2 separate regions of the Cricetulus griseus genome follow, and region 2 is linked to region 1. A link is a contact called in public Hi-C data. All regions are on one chromosome and are shown on one strand. Each heading gives the region's core, a stretch centred on a gene start, on an enhancer-like site or on the middle of the called end of the contact. The rest is flanking DNA. Distances are from core to core; before and after follow the strand shown. Region 1 holds the start of Abca1 (phospholipid-transporting ATPase ABCA1). Region 2 overlaps Abca1 (phospholipid-transporting ATPase ABCA1).

Region 1 (6,727 bases), core at 2,222-4,721:
TTTTTAAACTGATACTCAGAGAATGTATGTACCTGTTTACAAAGTGGATTAACTGGTTGACCCTAACAAAAAACTGCAAATGTATCTTTCTCAAAGCCAGAAGTAGTAACGGTTTTGCATCTTGCTTGAGTGTTAATAGAATTCACATTAATATAGAAGAGATCACATTGGTCTATTTAAAAAGAATTACTGTATTTAGAGTCTATGTGGTTTAGGGCCTGTTCCACCTATACAGGTGACACCTTGAATTTTGCCATTTGATCATTGATGGCTTCAGGATTTGTTTCAGTGTCTAAACATGGATTGGAATTAAGCCAATTCAAATTTGAACTGGAAGTCTTTTCATCTCTCCTTATTAAAGATGGTTTACCAGTCTTTTAGGAAGAAAAGGTGTGTGTACTCTGTGTGTGTGTGTGTGTGTGTGTGTGTGTGTGTGTGTACATGTGCACATATTTGGAAGCTAGAGATCACCATTAGGTCTTCCTCAATTTCACTCCACTTTATGTATTTGAGGCAGAGTTTCTCACTGATCTGGATCTCACTGATTCTGCTAGATTGGCTGGCCAATTGGCTCCATCCATCTTCATCTCCACTGGGATTCCTGGTATATCACACCTGCCTTTTTATGTGGCTTCTGGGGATATGAACTCAGGCCCTCACGTTTGCATGCTAAGTACTTTGCTGACTGAACCATCTCTAGTACTCTCTTTGAAAATTTGAACTCTTTCATTCTCTAATGTTCTGACCAGTAGGTTTTCTTAATCACTACAAATTCTTGAAAGATCATTTCATTTATGTTTTTATAAATTCTTCACTGAATTTCTGCAATGTTATGTTTTTCAGCTGCTGGGAACTAAATAGTAGGTATAACAATCAAGAAACACACATGTGGCAAAAATCTCTATATTTGAAAAGTCTCTATTTTAAACAAGGTGTATATAGACTGGCTGCTAGATATGTATTAAAGGCATCCTCCAAGCACTGCCTTTCAGGAGATCTTGGTTTAAAGGCCTTCATGGAATGATAAAATTGAGCTTCTTGTATCTCTGTGACCTCTAGCAAGGTCTGTGCAGCCACAGCTGCCTGAAGGTCATGTCTGTAATTAGAAGATCCCAGGGTTATCTCAGAATAGAACTTCAAGCCACCGTGGGCACATTTATGGAATCTACTACTTCAGAGCAACAGCAATGGAGAAACATCTTCCCATTTATGTCGAAAGGGCTTCCTAGGACAAGGTTTAGGGTTTGGTGAAAATGTTAAAGGTTTCAGAAGATGTGGCAGGGAAAGCTCTTGGAAGCATGCTCAGGAACAAACCAACCAGAGGCACCTGAAGGCTGGAAGGGAGAGGTTCCTGCTTTGAAATTTCTTTCTCTCAGAAGTGTGATCTCATCTAAGTTCTAAATGCTGAAATCCAGCCATTGTGTCATATGATGCTCTCCCACTGGCAGACAGCTTGCCACTTGGTGTCAACAGACCAATGTCGTGTATGACTTGGATGAAACATTTGAACTCTTCAGGGATGTAAGGATAGAGATTTACAAAACATGCATGTCCACACAGTCCCAACATTGCAAGTGTGTCCATGCATTCATTGCAGTGAGAGTTGAGTGGGGCCGCAGATTCTGAACCCCATAGTGGTTCTTAGCTAAAGGGTTCAAGTTTGCCTTCATGTGGCTAGGGATGCTCTCTACCTGGGGCTTTCTTCCTAATGTTTCTTCATTCTCTGTCATCCTAACTCCCTGATTTGTGTAATACTTAACAGTTGCTTACTCCCCAGTAGAGAACCCCAAGAGATTAGTTTTTATTTTTAAGATCAAGAAAGGATTTATTTACATGAATGTTTTGCCTGTATCAATGTGTATGTACCTATACATGTCCAGTGACAGTGGAGGCCAGAGAAAGGTGTCAGAGCTCCTGGAACTGGAGTTACAGATGGTTGTGAGCCACTGTGTGGGTGATGGGAACAGAATTTCATAGGAGTACTCTTGGGAACCAGGTCCTTCTAAGCAGAAAATAAACAGTGTGTATGTGATGTGTTAGGACTTAAACATTGTAAGACATGTGGACGTGGGGAAAGAGACAGAGACCTATTCTCTTCTTAAAATCTTGTGAGGAATAATAGATTTCCCTTCAGGAATTTTTCTTTCTACACAGATGGTCACAGACATTATTTTAAATTCTTTGCTAGTTCTGGACTTTTGAAAGCCTGGCACAGCAAATAGTTTATAGGCCATGGATGTCACTAAAAAATGTCACTGATTCTGTTTATGGTGCCCATCTTCCAAGGACTTCAAAGATTTTAATAAATTCATTTTCAGAAAACTGCTCAGAGACAAATAGACCATTCTTTTTTCTTGAAAGATGAGGGAACACAAGGGCTGAGGATGTGGCTCAGTTGGCAGGCTGCTGGCCTCCCTGCACGGTACAAACTGGGTGTGGTGCCCGGCTCCTGTAATTTTAGGCCTAGAGAGATGGAGGCAAGTGGATCAGGAATTCAAGGTTATCGAGTTTATGACCAGACTGCATGAGACTGTGTCTCAAAATAAATAAAATAAAAGAGGCAGAAAAACTTCATCTAATTTTGGTCTAGTTTGACATCAAAACCCACTCTTGTAATCACAACTGCCTTTGGTTGTGGCTTACAAGTACCTATTGTCAGTGGAAGGTGTGTGTGTGTGTGTGTGTGTGTGTGTGTGTGTGTGTGTTTGTGTTGATTGTGGCTTACAAGTACCTATTGTCAGTGGAAGGTGTGTGTGTGTCTGTGTGTGTGTGTGTGTCTGTGTGTGTGTGTAGGGGTGGGTGGGTGGATGTGTAGTAGGAGGTGCAGACTGTCAAAGTCAAGGTTTAGGCAGAAACCAAAATTGGGCTGATAATCACTCTGTCTACCCCCCATCTAGGGCTTTCAAAGAAGAGACAGGAAATGATAGGCATCTGTGTGGGTCAGCCTTCTTCCCAACCTGGGGGCTAGGAAACTAACAAAAGGAGAGAGAGGGAGGGAGGAAGGGCTAGGTGGGGGGAGGGATACAAAAATACACCAAAAAATACACCAACCAACCAACCAACCAACCAACCAACCAACCAAACAAACAAACAAAACAACCAACCAACCAACCAATCAACCTATCCCAAACTACTGCAGAAAGCAAGAGTTTAGAGGAAGCGTCCCTCACCCCCATTTTCTCTGCTGCCTGGAACGTGGAGTCCCTGGCTCAGCTCAGGCCTAGAGTTTCCCGCTTGCCTGAGGCAGGCAGGTCAGGGTCGGGGCTAAGAAAGGACCCCGAAGCCTGCAGCATGCGCCCCCGGTGCCAGCCGCGGCGCACTGTCGCCGGTTTAAGGGGCGGGCCGCGGCTCCACGTGCTTTCTGCTGAGTGACTGAACTACATAAACAGAGGCCGGGAAGGGGGCGGGGGAAGAGGGAAAGAACAGCATTTGACCGGTAGTAACCCCGGTGCTCGGCACAGCCGAATCTATAAAAGGAACTAGTCGCGGCAAAAACCAGTAATTCCGAGGGCGAGCGAGCGGGCCGGGACCGGCCGAGCCCACATCTCTCTACACAGCGCAGGGCTGGGCAGGGGCGCCTCGGGACCCGCTCACCCACAGCCGGTTTGGGGCGCTGCTCTGCTCCCTGTTTCCCTTCACTTTTCCCTCCCCCTTGCTGGAAGGGTTTGTGCAGGGTGGGCTAAACAGACGCAAACACCAAAGTGGAAAACAGGTAAGAGGTTCTTCAGTGACTTGGGCATTTTGTTTCGGGGCCAAGGAAGCTTTGGGAAGCTCTCCGTTTCCGGGACTTTGATCCTCGAACGCCCTTATTCCCTACCTCTAGGGATGCAAATAGGGCAGGGGCGGCAATAGTGCGTGTGGGGTATGTCTGGGAAGGGTCGTGGCGCCCTGGGATGCAGAACTGCAGCACTTGGGTTTCCCGGAGCTGGAGACCCGGGCAAGCATCTCTGGCCTGGGAGACCGGCCTCGTGAGCAGTGGGAGCCAGGGTTCTCGGGCGTCCTAGGGGCGCAGCCGCCGGGATGGGGCGAGGAGGATCCTCTGCGAAGCGTCTCCCTTTGTCTGGCTCTGGTTGGCCGGCGCCCACAAGTGTCACATCAGACTCCCCAACTCCTTCATTAAAGTGATCAGTGTTGGTCTCTGACTTGGAGATCCGCTCCTCGGACTGGGGCGGCGGCATGTGCTTGTTTCCAAAGAACTCGAATAGGAAGTGTCCTAAACGAAATCTTTTGTGTCATTGCGTGCTCCAGGCCTCGGGGCTTTGTTTGACCTGGGGGGCGGGGGGGGGGGTCCTATCCCCAAGCTTACTGTGCTCTGGAGAGCTGCAGCCCCTGGAACAAAGTGGAAGACGAGTATTGTGCCTCCAAAAGACAGAAAACTTAAAAAAGAGCCTTCAGAAACTTCAAACTGAGGTGTCCAATTCTCTTCACCCCTGACCCATCTTCCTGCTTTTTGCTGCTCGTCCCTTGGAGTACCCATAGAGAAGCTGGGGCTAGGTAGTGCAGCCGAATGACGAATGACCGCGAGTAACCCCTGCGGGCGCAGAACTCGCGGCTGCTGGGCCGGGCTCCGCCGCCAGGGGGTGGGGGTTGGGCGGCCTGCGGGTGGCCCCTGGAGACTGGCCCGCAGCGCCTCCTGGCCGGGTGGCTTAGGTATGGCCCTGTGCAAGACCGAGTGTGCAGTCCTTCCACTTTATTGTGAATCTGGTCAAAACTAGTGGTTCCAAACTGGGGGCCCCCAGGCCAATCTCTCTCTCTCTCTCTCTCTCTCTCTCTCTCTCTCTCTCTCTCTCTCTCTCTCTCTCTCTCTCTCTCTCTCTCTCTCTCTCTCTCTGTCCTCTCTGCCCCTCCGTCCCCCCCTCCCCGTGTTTGTGTGTGCACGTGTGCCCTCTATGTCGCTCTGTCTGTCTTGTCCTGACTCCCAGACCTTGCTAAATGATGCAAGGTTCTTGAGGGTGTTTGCTGGTGACAGGCTTATGGGTAGATGTCTTTTTTTTTTTTCTGCACTTGCTGGAAAGGAGAGAAATACTATAACCGCTTTTTTTTTGGGGGGGGGGAGTATCTGACACTAAAAATAATTGGTTTCCCTCATTTGCTGCATCGGTACAACAATTTACAAAACAAACAAACCCAATACTTTTCAATGACATCCCTCAAAGGGAATGGGCAGAGTAAATACACATAGAGGACAGACTGATACTTAGAAGTAAAACTTCTTGGCTTGGGATGTAGGTCAGTGGTAGAGTGTTTATCTGGCTTGTATAAGACCTTGGGTTCTAGACACACCACTGCAAAAAGAAAACAAAATAGAAACACAAAACTTCCTGGAAGAGAATTGGCACATCACTTTCTTTCTGTGTCTCAATCCTCACCTCCCACAAAGCACCCCGGAGTCAAAAATCACACCTTTACTAGTTCTCTTACAGTCATACATTGGAACCAGGCCCCAAGTATTGATAAGCTACAAGACATATATGGCAATTAAAAAGTGCTTGGTTTCTCGTCTCTTTTCTTACAGCCTGGTTTTCATATTCTAAATACAAACATAAGGTCAACTTATTTTTTGCCTATCTTTGTAAAAAACGTCCTTCACATTACAGAAAGTATGTCAGCGTAGAGAATATTTCTGAGTTGATAGTATAATAATATACAAAATAATAAAGATAAATTACGTTTCTTTTGTAAGCATGTGAATTTTTCCTCAGTGCTATCATAAGTCATTAAAGTAGGTAGGGGTATTTTTTTGAAAATGTGATGCACAGAGTTAATTATTGTCTATTCGAGAACACATTGAATCAGAGGGGCCAGAGAAGAAAATTTCCAACCAGTATAATGCCCATACCCTTTTTAGAGGAAAATTTGCTGCCATAGAATAATTCATGTGTCTCCTTGTAAAACTCACTGGGCTGGTGACTTGGAGATCTGTGATGTGTGTTTCCCTGTAGATGACTACTTGAAATCCAGCCCCTTATGAGTATTTCTATTAGTCTAAAGGCAAACCTGTAATGGGCCCTGAATGCATCTTGATTTGGAACATACTGGGTTTTGTGGGAGACAGCTTTAGTCTGGAATTGGAAAAGGGTGATGAGGGCTTGTTAGTTTTCCACCTCTGCTCATGGAAGCCCCAATGCAAACACTATTAATAATGAATGAAACTTAGCACCTCAGCTGTGTGCTATTTTACCCTGTTTGGAGAGGAGCTGGAATATTTTTACATTTAATTTTTTTTTCTTTTTAGACTTTGTTTTTCCACCTCATAAGCTAGGATGCTTATGTCTGAATTGTAGTGATTGAAAATGGTTAGAGCTGCGCTTTTTCTTTCAAATTAGTTTTAGTTTCTAAAATAATTAAATGGACATTTCTTTAAACCCTTAAATTCGGAACTTTCTGGATTTTTTTAGGAAATAACAAAACACACGTTGCTTTGGCATTTCTAAAACATTCAAGTATAAATACATCTTTATGTATAATCTAGACATTAAATAAATAATGGGACTACAATGTTCCTCTGGTCAGTTATTCCGGCATCAATTTTAAAAGATCATTCTTATTACTTATTTGATTTAGTTGCACTGGGAGAGTGCCTGCACCAAAAAACAAAAACAAAAAAAAATTGGCCTTTACACATGCAAATGAAACATCTTGAATACCAAAGTTACAGCAGGGTTTGTGTCTTAGTAATAGTTAATAGATACATGGTGCTCTATGCCAAGTGCTGTTCCGAGTGTTT
Region 2 (6,727 bases), core at 1,981-4,480, 39 kb after region 1:
TGGCACATAGTTGATGCTGTATAAACAGAAGCCAGTGCCGTCCTCACATGCCATTGTTGCATTTCTGACAATGTGACCTTGTTCTTCTGCTTCTTTTTTGTGGGGCTGGCAAAAAGGGTTGGCAGACTTTCCAGTTCTTAGGATAAGCTGCTTTAGAAAGGAGGGTGGTTTTCTTCTTTTAGCAACTGGTGTTGTGAAGTCGGGTGGGGGAAAGAAACCACAAGTGTGTGCACAGCTCTTTAGAAGGAAGCCGTCTTCCACTTTTCAGTGTCCTGTTTGCCCGGAAGCTGGTTTTGCTTTGTTTCAATTTGCGTTCCTGTGCTGGGGATCGAACCCAGGACCTTGTACAAGCTAGGCAAGCACTGAAACACTGAGCTACATCTCCAGCCCTAGCTGGTCCTTGAGTTTCTGTCATTTTTCTTTGTTTATCCCCCTACAAAAAGTCAGGCCACAGCTATGGAGGAAGCACCGAGAAACTCTGCTTCCTTCTCTAGGAAGCAGTAACTTTATGCTGACCTTGAAAAACACCCTATTGGTCTGAATTGGGGGCTGGGGATGTCGCCTTGCTCCCTACCAAGAGACCCGTACCATCCTTCTACTTCCACTTCTCATGAAGTAGCTCATTTTGGGTGTTGATAGCTGGACCTGTCAGGAAGTTTTTGCCACCGTGCTTTACCTTCTAGAGAAATTAGTCTAATTCCATGTCCCTCAAACATCTGAGGACAGTTCTTGTGTCTCTTCCCAGAGTCTTTTATTTTTCTAGTTTAAATATCCTCCAATCCTCTTATGCAATGCTGTTCCTCCCAGCCTCTGCCTCGGCTGGTTGTGTCTCAGTGTGTTTATGTCATTCCTGAAGTTTACCAGAAATTGCAAAAGTGTTTTAGCATAGAGGAGAAAGGGACTTTTGCCTGTTTGAATGTCGGATTCTGTCCGTACATTCTGAGATTGCATGAGGCTTTTGATGTTCTTGTCATCCTGTTGACTCATAGACCATATACAGCCAACTCAAACTGTAGATCTTACGAATACATGGAATTGAAACTTGTTCTCTTTTCCCTAGTTCTACCACTGGCTTTCTGAGCTAAAGGGAACATGTCCATCTCTTCCAACTTACATCATTAAATCCCCTCTACCTTCTTGTCTTACTCTAACCACTTCAGATTCTGATTCTGCTTGATTACACAGATGCTACTTGTTTTCTGTCACCTAGGGGTTCAGTGACTCTCTTTTGATATTCCAGACATTGATCTCAGCTGGAGGCTGAGACTGGTTACCCCAGAGACTACCAATTCCTTTGGACAGTACTCCTTAGGATCTTAGAGCTACATACCTGTGTGGTCATTGCTGGAACCCCGAGGGGGGGGGGCTGCTTTGGAATCCATTTGGATAATTCATCTTGTATTTCAGTCAGCTAGCACCATTGGCTTGTCCATAGGGGCTTTGTGGATATGGGAGTCTACTGAAACACTCCGGTCTTGTCTCCAAGTTTTCTGGGCCACAACATTGGTTTGTTTAGTTACTCAGCTCTGTACCAACCATGCTTTTGTAGGTGCTGAGACAGGGGAGGGGGATTCTTCCTAGAGGGAATCTGATACTGAAAGTGGAGGTGACTTCTTCTAGTTTACACAATCAAGGGAGTGATAGCTTAGGAATGAAGCCCAGCCAAGCCCAGCTCCCCATTTAAGTCTCTCTCTAAAGGTACCATCTTGTATTGTTTTAGTATTTTTCCAACTTAAAAAATCAAGTGGTGGATACCTCCTCTATTTATCATTGAATCCATTCTGATAGAAGTCCAAGAATGGACCCTTACAAATCTGCCTCAACCCATTTTCATATTGCTGCACTGTTTTGGTCACTTTGTTGTTTTTTCTCTAAGCCAGAGTATAACCAGCAGGTTGAGTGGTGGCTAAATTAGTTTTGGGAAGTTAGTGTGGGAAATCATTCTGTCTTTACTATCATGGTCACAGCTCAAAGGCAATATAAACATAGGCTTAATTCTCAGAAACCCCAGAAAAAGTAACATGTTTAGATTCTAACCTGTGACATGTAAATCTTTAAGGACAGTGCTTTGAGTTTTGTGTGATATATGAGATGCTTTCTGACACTGTACAAATGACTTTTAATTCTGACTCACATCAAATTGCAGTTTCATGAGTATTATTGCTTAAATGGACATTAAGAAATAAAAGATGAAGTTAAGGATGACATTGTTTCATGTGGCTGTGGTGAAATTCTGGAGAGCAGTTTGTAAATGACTGAAGGTTGGAAAATGCTACTGTAGGAGAAAGACTTGAGGCTGTGAGGAGATTGGGCAACAAATTCAGGCTCTCTCTCTCTCATTAAGTCATCTGTGGGTAACTTTTGATTCTTCCTGGCCCTCTACTTATTAGAATTGGACAATAATTATCCCATCGGTCATTGAGCATTCAGTGGTGTGCTTCCTATGGGTTTCCAGCAGTAACATGAGCACGGGGGGTGACATCCAGTAAGTCAGAAATACTTTACTTCCCTTGTATCTCAGGGTGTTTGGCCTTTGCCAAATTACTCACCTTTTCTGTGCCTTAAGTTTCATTGTCTAACATTTGAGGTTTGGATAATGTCTTGAAGATACTTCGTCTTAGAGTCTGGGTTGGTTAGCCCGTGGATGAGGACACCTGTGTTACAGTGGTGGTGTGGGTTACAAGGCTGCAGCCCGTTCAGGGCAGGATTAGGCCATATTCATCATTCTGCTCTGAACAGCAGCACGGTACTGATGATTGGTAACCCTGGGTGCATCTTTAGAGAATGAAGTCAAGTCAAGTGAAATTCTCTGGATGACATCAAATCCATCACAGGCAACTGGAGAAGCACTTCCATTGTGTAAACCAGGCCCCAATGGCTCAAAATTAATACCAAGTCAGTCTTGATTTTCTTTCATAAAATTTACCTCCCCACAATTTCACTGGAAGGGAGGGCTACCCTGAGTTCAGAGGTATAGCACGTACTGGAAAGATAGATTTTCCAATTCCATGGTCTCTTTCGAGGGCCCCCTGAGGAGGTCTTAGCAATGTGTTTACTCCTAGACATATGTTTTTGTACAATCGGCAAAGGTTATAGTCTTTAAAAAAATTAGCATGTATTGTGTGAATTCCAGGCACTAGGGAGGGGGAGGAGGCCCCTGCCTACTAGGAAGTCCCTCCCTGCCCTCAGCCTCCTCTGTGGCCTTGTCATTCAGCTTCACTTACCACACTTGCTTCTCTTGACCCAGGTCTGACCTTTTCTCTAGGGATGGTGAGAGGTGGAGCCCAAGAAGACTGTCCTGCCTAGTGGTTTGCTGCCACCAGTTAGGACAGGGTTAGAGAATAAGGTGACTGGCCATTTGCTGTTGACAGGTGCCCTCACTGCTTCCTGTTTTAGCTTCCAGCTATTTAAGATTCTTTGCTTAGTGATAATGAATGAACACACTCAAAGCCCTTCTCATTGAGCTTGTCTGCTCCAGTGTCTACCTTGTCCCAGTGCCTGCTCCTTGTCCTATTCACCATGGATGGAAGTTACTGGGACAGGTCAGGGCTTCCTACTGGGTGTGGAATCAGGAAGTGCTTATTTATGCTGGGGGCTGAGGCTTTCAGTTTTTCTAGGCCATCCTAACCCACCTCCCTTCTCTTTGCCTCTGCTGGAGGCTGAGACTTGTGGCCTTTCCAGGATAGACCATCCTCACAGTCTAAGATCGCACCCACCACACACACACCACTTCCCCACAATTAGCTACACCCTTGTCCTGTGAATTCCCCAGGGGCTCCCATCGGCTCACCATTACTTTTGCTGGTCTAGGGACAGTCCTTTTGTTTGGCTTGTACGGGTTCTGTAGAACTTCTGCATTCTTTACAGCTGTGTATGACCCAAGTGGTGTGGCTAGATGCCAGATCGCTGATCTTCTGTGTGCGTGGAACTCAGCCAAGATCCTAGCTCTTAGCTCTGTAGGTGTCTGGCCCTGTCCCAATTTATAGCCACACTGACAATCTGTAAGTATAGAAGTCCAGAGGGTACTTTGCAGACCGCAGAAGAGTATTTTCTGGCCCTTTGTGTTTGTTCCAGGAAAGGCAGCAGGGGCAGCTGAGGGATGATCTCAAGGCCCTGCCTGATGTGCATGTGCTCCACGGCCCAGGGGAGTGACACTCTCCATGAGAACTGTGTTCTTTCTTTCCTCTTTTTTCTTTCTCTTCATTTTTTTTTTTAAATTAGAAACAAGATTATTTTACATGTCAATGCCAGTTCCCTCTGCCTCCCCTCCTCCCCTGCCCCCCAACTAACACCCTACCTATCCCATACCTTTTCTGCTCCCCAGGGAGGGTGAGACATTCCATAGGGGGTCATCTGAGTCTGTCATAGCCTTTGGAATAGGGCCTAGTACCACCCCCGTGTGTCTTGGCTCAGGGAGTATTCCTCTATGTGGAATGGGCTCCCAAATTCCACACCTATGCTAGGGATAAGTACTGAACTACTACAGGAGGTCCCGTAGATTTCTGAGATCTCCTCACTGACACCCACATTTATGGGGTCTGGATCAGTCCCATGCTGGTTTCCCAGCTATCACTTTGCAAACTAAGAGTTCCCCCTTGTTCAGGTCAGCTATTTCTGTGGGTTTCACCAGCCTGGTCTTGACCCCTTAGAATTTAAGTGGTGGTGCATGCCTTTAATCCCAGCACTCGTGAGGCAGAGGCAGGCAGATTTCTGTGAGTTCAAGGCCAGCCTGGTCTACAGAGAACTGTGTTCTTTTAAGGCAGGCACTATCCACCCTACAGGGCAGTCTGCTGTGGTCTTACATTCTCTTCTGTGGTGACAGCTCACAACCTTTCCTCCTGCCCCATATCTGGTTCAGGGACTTTTCAGTTGTGTTCTCTCCAGGATGCAGAACCCCTGAAGATCCTAAAACTTTGCCAGCAAAGAGCCATCGTAAATCTTGGGCATGTTGGCACCGGAATGGATGTAGATGTCACCAGGTTGTTGAGGCTGAGATTGGAGGACCTCAGGGCAGTGCTGTTCATGTCATCGTCCTCAGTTAAATCAGCTTGTCTGTGTCCCTTCAAATAGGTGTCATGTTGAAGTAATGGCATGGATGCCATTTTCATCTACAAATATAAAGCTGGTTTGGCCTTTCTGCTGTGGCTTGGACCAATGTGTCCATGCATTTCTATGTGCAAGCCATCCTGGACTTTGCTTAGGGAAAACCGTTTTGCCTGCCTGGTGATCCTGACAGCTCCTGATTCAGACCTTTGATATGAGTTAATCTTTGAAAGTCAAAAAAAGATGAGCTCTAGGGGGCAGAGTGGTTGTGGGGACATGGCAAGGAAGTTGACTGAGGTAGGGATTTAAGGACAGGCATTGACATACAATGAACAACTTTTAAATATCACCTCTGTTGCTGCTCAGTTGTACCCATGCCTAATTATATACCACTCCTGTGCCTCACCTTCCTCAAACTGGGATAGCAATAGCACCTCCTCAGGGATGCTATAGCAATGCAATGAGCCTATGAGAACAAGGCCTCTCCTTGCTGACCTGATATGCAATAGATAGCAGATCTTTTCTTTTGTTCATTGTTTTCACAGTTATCATGGAAGGTAGGGCATCTCTCTTTGAAATTCAAAGAGGATAAGTACCTTGCTTGAGAAACCAACAATAGACTTTCAGTCTTAAACTTCCCTTGTTGTCACATCCTTGAGAGAGCAGCCCTGGACACCCTCAAGGCTCCTGAGGTCTTTGCACAAGTACAGACAAGCTGTGGTGAGAAAGGGTACGAGGGCTCTGAGGTAACATGCCAGATTTCCTTCACTTCCAAGAGTCATATGTAACAGGCACCAGGGGACGTTTCCCCCAGGCCTATCTCTGAAGACTGTCTGGTGATTCACGGCTACTTCTCTCTCTTTCTTTCTCTTTGCCTCAAGTTCAGTCTTTTGTTTCATTGGGGCAGTTGCTCAATTGGGTTTATAGTCCCAAATGTCTGGCTTTCTGTCCTCATGCCTGACACCCGTGTGTCATCTTATTGGGAGATGTGATGACAACGTGTCATCAAAATGGAAAGCCTGTAAAATCTTTGGGTAGTTTTGATTCATGTGTTGTGTGTGCTTGTTTTGATTTGAGGCTTTTGGGTTTCATAGTTTGAAACCTTTCTACCTCCATGAACATTTCCCCAGACCTGTCAGAGCCATGCTGTGTCCCAGAGCCCAGGCTGTTGGTTGCCATCCAGGGCAGAGGTCTGGCTCCAAATGAGCAGTAGTCAGGGGACACAGAGCTCCAGTGCAATGTTGAAATATTGCTTGAACGAAATCAAACCAAAGGTCAACTTTAGCCAGACAAGCATAGAAAACACAATTGCATTCAATTACAGAATGCCATGTACTCTACAATATCAGGCTGCTTTTTAAAAAGCTTGAATTGTGACCATCAAACAACAGTACTATATGTCTCCTACCTTTCCTATGTGAGATTTGTTTATCCCGTGTGTGGGAAAGAGCAGCTTGGGCATAGACTTTGTGTCTCATTGAAAAAACTTCATTCTTCTAGCCCTCCCACCTCTGTTGTGTGGAGGTACCGAAAGGTGATGTTCAAGTGACTCTGTCTACAGACAAGGTTGTACAACATCATGAAGACATTTTGTATGAAGAGATTTTAATGCATAATATATATTCATTGCACATGGGCTCATGCCATATAGGGTTATACTTATATAGGTATGCTTTGAATGTTT

Evidence for each region. Hi-C and Micro-C count contacts between places; a contact is called where the count stands out from the background.
Region 2: a contact with region 1 is called in a Hi-C map of fibroblasts, with 2.3 times the contacts expected there. The contact joins the enhancer-like site here to the promoter of Abca1 in region 1. A contact is called at or near these places in 2 of 8 Hi-C or Micro-C datasets (the CHL-YN cell line and fibroblasts).

What each region holds. Positions count from the first base shown.
Region 1 is chr2:90,617,305-90,624,031 of CriGri-PICRH-1.0, forward strand. It overlaps Abca1 (phospholipid-transporting ATPase ABCA1), which reads left to right and starts at 3,472. Exons shown (of 50, transcript XM_027403085.2): 1 at 3,472-3,712.
Region 2 is chr2:90,656,896-90,663,622 of CriGri-PICRH-1.0, forward strand. All of the region lies in intron 5 of Abca1 (phospholipid-transporting ATPase ABCA1), which reads left to right. Among named protein-coding and RNA genes, the nearest start is that of Abca1, 39 kb to the left of the region's middle. Within about 2 kb of position 3,231, at least 1 of the 6 cell types and tissues checked has open chromatin away from gene starts, as enhancers often do.